Linked DNA regions of Sus scrofa: region 1 is linked to region 2. The links are chromatin contacts, called in public HiChIP or PLAC-seq maps. All regions are on one chromosome and are shown on one strand. The core of a region is the stretch at or near the end of the contact, and the rest is flanking DNA. Distances in the headings are between cores, read along the strand shown.

Region 1 (3,055 bases), core at 60-2,559, 75 kb before region 2:
TGGCCTGGAGTGAAAGAAATTGGAAAATCAGGGACAAAGAGGTCCGGGGAAAGGGCGGGTCTCAGTGTCTATTATCAGCGCTCTCCAGAGCACTTCCACCATGGGGGAGGCACTGGTCCACCAGGTGAACGAGCCCACCCTTCCAACGGAGGGCATCAGCCTCCATCCTCAGCCCCCGTGGTGTTTGCACAGTGAGCCCAGGACTAGGGTAGCCATGAAAGAAACTCCACCAGGGCCCAACATCCTGGATTCCCTGGCCCCAAGGCTGATCATCCAAGCAGCCCACATGGATGCTACGTCCTATGCAGTTAACATCCTTCACCCACCCACGCTCCAAGCTTCTGGTCACTTCTACCTGGAGGGGTAAGAATTCATTTCGACTGAGATGAATGCTGTTTCTTGCATGCCTGGCAGTGCCTCAGTCCCCACCGCTATCCAAGGGTCAAAAGACTGTATGGTGGCCCTTGACGGCATCAATATAGCCATGCAGAAGCTGTATTTGACACAATATGGTTGTATTCATTTTTTAAAGATGACCACTGAAGTGAAAGCAAATTCTGAAATTTCTAGAAGAGGGTTAGTATACCCCACACATAAATCTGCAACCTGAAAAACACTGGCTTGGAACTTTTTCTTAAATGCTCTGCCCCAATTCTTTCCAAAGGGTTGCACACTAAGCTCAGCGTATTTTTACCCTCAGAAGATAGGTATTCAAAGCGTGGTTATGCAGGGAGCTTCTTCTGCTTCTTATTCTTCTTTTTTATTTTTACTTTATTTTATCTTTGGCTTTGTAGGGCTGCACCTGCAGCACATGGAAGTTCCCAAGCTAGGGGTCCAATCGGAGCTGTAGCGGCCAGCCTACGCCAGAGCCACAGCCATGCAGGATCCGAGCCGCGCCTGCGACCTACACCACAGCTCACAGCAACGCCGGATCCTTAACCCACTGAGCAAGGGCAGGGATCGAACCCACATCCTCATGGATACTAGTTAGATTCCTTTCCGCTGCGCCGCAATGAGAACTCGCACGGGGAGTTTCTTGAAGTTCTTGTCTTTGTGACCATCTCAACCTGAACAACGAGGAAAGGAAAGAAGAATTCAGAATCTTGTTCTGGTCACCATGACCTGACCCAGAAATGGTTTGTTTGTTGGTTTTACCAAGAACGAGAAAACAGTTGAGTCAATACTTAGCTTCCTTTTGCCTTGTAGTGAGTACAATGTTGTAGATGAGTCATTGAGAAGGAAGCCCTCAGTCCACAGAGACAGCCTTGGAGAGGATGGGAAGAAACAAGCCCCGCTTCAGAGCTGAGCTGGACCTGAAAGGAGACAGCTCTGGCCCCAGGGTATCAACCCTGTACTGCACGTCCTCCCGGCTGAGTTGTCTCTGACTCATCTTTTGGCTCTTGTCTTTTGAACAAGAAGGTGGGTGGTACAGAGCAGTCAGAGCTATGACCCAAGACAGAGGACTAACACTACAGCATCTCCTGCCCCCACGACCCCAAGGAGAGGCCAGACCCTGCTGGGTACCACTTTGAGGTTATGATGAGAGTTCAGTGTGGGGACAGCGTTTGGCATCACTCCTTCCTTCTTTGACTACTGAACCCTATACATAGTCTTTTTTTGGTTTTGGTTTTTGCTTTGCTTTGCTTTGCTTTTTAGGGCCACACCCACGGCATGGGGAGGTTCCCAGGCTAGGGGAGGAGTCCAATCAGAGCTATAGCTGCTGGCCACAGCCACAGCCACAGCCACATCGGATCTGAGCCTCGTCTGCAACCTACACCACAGCTCACGGCAATGCCAGATCCTTAACCCACTGAGCAAGGCCAAGGATCAAACCCACAACCTCATGGTTCCTAGTCGGATCCATTTCCGCTGTGCCACGACAGGAACTCCAATAAACAGCCTTAATATAGTCTATGAGATCTCCTCTTTCTACAGAGCATGGTGCAATGTATTCTCTTCAGTTGACCCGTGTGGGGAAGTCTTGTAAAAAGACTCAAATTCTTCCCTTTCATCTTAATTCAACTAGTTAACTCAGGAGCCATAATGGAAAAATGGTTAAGTTGTTGAAGAAAATGACAAAACAAAAATAACTTTTCCCCAAATGATAGGTAAATAAGTTTATTAAGTATACTCTAAAATTCTCATTTAAAATTGCTTCTCAGGAGTTCCCGTCGTGGCACAGTGGTTAATGAATCCGACTAGGAACCATGAGGTTGTAGGGTTCGATCCCTGGCCTTGCTCAGTGGGTTAAGGATCCAACGTTGCCATGAGCTGTGGTGTAGGTTGCAGACTCGGCTCGGATCCTGCATTGCTGTGGCTCCGGCGTAGGCCGGTGGCTACGGCTCCAATTAGACACCTAGCCTGGGAATCTCCATATGCTGTGGAAGCAGCCCTAGAAAAGGCAAAAAGATAGATAAATAAATAAATAAATAAAATTGCTTCTCAGAGTTCCCACTGTGGCACTTCAGGATCAGCATCTCTGGAGTGCTGGGGGCAGGTTTGATCCCTGACCTGGCTGAATGGATTAAAGATCCAGTGTTGCCACAGCTGCGATGTAGGTCACAGCTGCAGCTGGGATCTGGTTCCTGGCCCCAGGAACTCCATATGCCACAAGGCAGCCACAAAAAAAGGAAAAAATTGCTTCTCAACAAACCACGGAACAGGGCACCTCCATAGGTTTTACTCAGGGGGCTCAATTTCGGGCAAATTTTTATAAGATTGCATCTCACTGAAATCTGTTCAGAGTTACGTTAAGAATTTTTGCAGTGTTTATTGAACTTTCTGACTGCACGTGTAATAAGAGGAACATGGAATAGCTATCTAATAGAGGTGGAACAAGAATCAGGTCCTTGCAAAACTTTCCTTAAAAAAGACACATGCAAAAAAAATAAAAAATACCTACTCCTGGGCATCTACCCAGAGAAAACCACGACTCACAAAGACACATGTACTCCAATGTTCATTGCAGCGCTATTTACCATAGCCAAGACATGGAAACATCCTAAATGTCCATCGACAGAGGATTGGATCCAGAAGATGTAGTACATATACACAA
Region 2 (3,115 bases), core at 213-2,712:
GAGTCCCCCTTGTGGCTCAGCAGGTTGGGAACCCAACATAACGTCCATGAGGATGCAGGTTCAATTCCTGGCCTGGCTCAGTGGGGTGGGGATCCGTGTTGCTGCAAGGTGCCACGAGGGTCAAAGATGCAGCTCGGATCTGGCATGGCTGTGGCGTAGCTCGATTTGACCCCTAGCCCAGAACTTCCATATACCACAGGAGTGGCTATTTTTAAAAAAGGAGTTCCCATCGTGGCGAAGCGGAAACAAATCTGACTAGGAATCATGAGGTTGCAGGTTGGATCCTTGGCCTCAATCAGTGGGTTAAGGATCCGGTGTTGCCGTGAGCTGTGTAGATCGAAGATGTGGCTTGGATCCTGCTGTGGCTGTGGTGTAGCTGTAGCTCTGATTTGACCCCAAGCCTGGGAACCTCCATATGTCGTGGGTTTGGCCCTAAAAACCAAAAAAAAAAAAAAAAAGCAGAAACAGAATCTTATGTTGTTATAGCTAGTCTAGAAAGACAGACTGGTGCTTCTAGAAGGAGCTCTATAATCTCTTGTTTCCCTTCATTTGTCATGAGATGTTTTTAAAGTACACAGACATTGTGCAAATTACATTAAATTCCCTACTGAACCTTCCATCCAAATGCTGCAGGATCCCACTTCTTTGAAGCATCTGAAATAGTCAAACACAGACTTCCTGTCATGGCACAGCAGAAACGAATCCAACTAGAAACCATGAGGTTTCAGGTTCGATCCCTGGCCTCGATCAGTGGATTAAGAATCCGGCATTGCCGTGAGCTGTGGTGTAGATCGCAGACACAGCTCGGATCTGGTGTTGCTGTGGCAGCTACAGTTCCAATTAGACCCCTAGCCTGGGAACCCCCATATCCCACAGGAGCAGCCCTAAAAAGACAGACAGACAGACAGACAGACATATATACATAAAAATAAAATAGTCAAACTCATAGAAACAGAGCAGAATAGCGGTTACCAGGGGCCAGGGGAAGAGCAAGGGGAGAGTTGCTTTCAAATGATACAAAGTTTCAGTTATGCAAGGTAGGTTCTAGAAATCTGTAGTAAACATCGTGCCTATAGAGAGTCCTGTGCTGTGCACTTCAAAATGTGTTGAAGATGGACGTCCCCTGATGTATTCTTACCGCCAAAAAAACCACCTTCCCTGGTTACTGTTGTGCCGGTGTAACAGCTCTCAACTTAGAATTTTACTCGCAGGCATAATCTCTCTCTCCCAGTAAAACTAACGTCTGGACTCTCATCAGTGAATTTACTCCTAGTCGTTCCTTTGGGGCTTGCATCTAAAACATACAATCTTTCGGTTCATTTTCCGGGGAAAGCGTGAAAAATCTGTATCAAAAGTCACTGAAGTTGCGTGAGAACAGTGAATCATGTTTCACTTAAATGTCTGAGGTTTCACAAGAGCGCGTGATGGATTGTTCCTCTTTCCATCCGCCAGCTCTAAACTGACTATTTTAGTATCTTTCAGCATTTGCCAGCCCAGGTAGGTTTGGTAACTTGCTCATCAATGGCTGAGCCCACAGCGGAGGCAGGAAGGACAGGGGACAGTTAGGCCCTGGGGACCACTGCTTCATCCCCGAGGACCAACGCTCCCTGACTCGACCAGGGCTGTGCTGCCACGGCTGTGCACCCGCCCAGATCCTCTGTCCCTGGGGTGTTGTGTGAAGTAGCAACAGCCTCTGGATGGAGTGGCTGGGAAAACGCTCCTGAAGGTTCCCTGTTTTCCCCATTGGAGGTGAACCAGGGGTTCCGCTTCCTCCTTCCCTGAAAAAGTAGAGACTTTTCAGGGATTAATCACCCACAAGCCAGAACTCGCTTTTCCTGAGCGGTGCCCTTTGGCACCTCAGAGTATTCCCTGGGTGGCCCTTGGATTCACGGTCAGGTGATTGAGATGAGGGGTGAAGGTGTTTTGTGGGTGGACAGAATTGGAAGTTATCCTTGGGCGAAAAAAAATAATAATAGGATTGGGTCAACGAAACATTAAAGTAAAAAGATCTGGTATCTTGAACTGAGAACCTGATTGTAATAATGATTTTCAACCTTTTCAAGTATTTAAAGGACCCGGCTCAGCCCATCTTAGACGCCTTGGACAAGGACAGCTCGTCAAGAGATGATGCCTGGGACTCTGTGTCCATCGTTTCATTTCCAGAGAATCATCGAGAAGACACTCTCCAAAGCACTTTGACCCAAAGCACTGTCTCGAGCCACAAGCCTATGGATGGAGCACCCTCAGCCAATACAGCTGCTGATGTATCTGTCCCGGTTTGATGGAGCCACTGCTCAATGTCCCTGTCACAAAAAGACCTATGGGTGGAGTTCCCTGGTGGCTCAGTGGGTTAAGGATCCCTTGGTGTCACTGCTGAGGTTCTGGTCCCTGCCATGGCATGGGTTCAATCCCTGGCCTGGGAACTTCCACATGCCATGGATGTGGCCAAAAAGACCCCAAAGACCCATGAGTACCTGGGCAGAGGTCATGGGTCTTGTGGGAGAGACAAACTTTTATTTTTTAACCAAAAATTTCCTAAATCATACATGTGTTTAGCATGATTCTACATACCAAAAAAATAAGGTTTCTCTTAAACACTAAAAAAGCACTTAATTATTTGTTAGCCAAGTGGCATCCCCTCTGATATTTTGTACATTGCTGGTTGGGCCGTGCAGTCAGGAGACGGGGGTCCCCTCTAGCAAGAAACTTGAGCACTTCGGGCAGGTAACAGAACCTGTCCCAGCCTGTGCCAACAAGGCTGTCCCTTTCACGTGCAGATTCCTGGCTTTAAATGTGATTAAAACTGTAAATAATTTTCTAGTAACTTAAGGGTCTTTTTTTTTTTTTAAGCTGGAAATAAACAACTGTATAATTAACTTTTTAAAAGTCTATGTGAAGTTCTTCTACTTCATCTTCTTTATTTTGGCCTATTTTCTGCAGTTTCAACTTTTTAAAATTCTCTATCTAAACTTTTGTTTTCAGAGTTCCCGTTGTGGCTCATCAGGTTAAGAACCCAACATAGAGTCTGATGCGGGTTCGATCCCTGACCTCGCTCAGGGGTAAGGATGGAGCGTTGCTGTGAGCTGCAGGATAGGTCACAGATGTGGCTCAGATC

The links. HiChIP or PLAC-seq counts read pairs in DNA pulled down with a chosen protein or histone mark.
Region 1: an H3K27ac HiChIP or PLAC-seq map of alveolar macrophages shows a contact between it and region 2. The contact joins two enhancer-like sites. A contact is called at or near these places in 1 of 5 promoter capture datasets (liver), 29 of 47 Hi-C or Micro-C datasets (adipose tissue, alveolar macrophages, blood and 15 more) and 2 of 2 datasets of contacts at active chromatin or transcription factors (alveolar macrophages and skeletal muscle).

Annotation. Positions count from the first base shown.
Region 1 is chr13:196,958,057-196,961,111 of Sscrofa11.1, forward strand. No RefSeq gene overlaps it. Among named protein-coding and RNA genes, the nearest start is that of IFNAR1, 34 kb to the left of the region's middle. Within about 2 kb of position 1,310, at least 4 of the 83 cell types and tissues checked have an H3K27ac peak or open chromatin away from gene starts, as enhancers often do. A contact at or near this core is called in alveolar macrophages, where this site is marked.
Region 2 is chr13:197,032,724-197,035,838 of Sscrofa11.1, forward strand. It overlaps IFNGR2 (interferon gamma receptor 2 (interferon gamma transducer 1)), which reads left to right. Exons shown (of 7, transcript NM_001111258.1): 7 at 2,064-2,881. The coding sequence ends at 2,282. Among named protein-coding and RNA genes, the nearest start is that of IFNGR2, 27 kb to the left of the region's middle. Within about 2 kb of position 1,463, at least 11 of the 83 cell types and tissues checked have an H3K27ac peak or open chromatin away from gene starts, as enhancers often do. A contact at or near this core is called in alveolar macrophages, where this site is marked.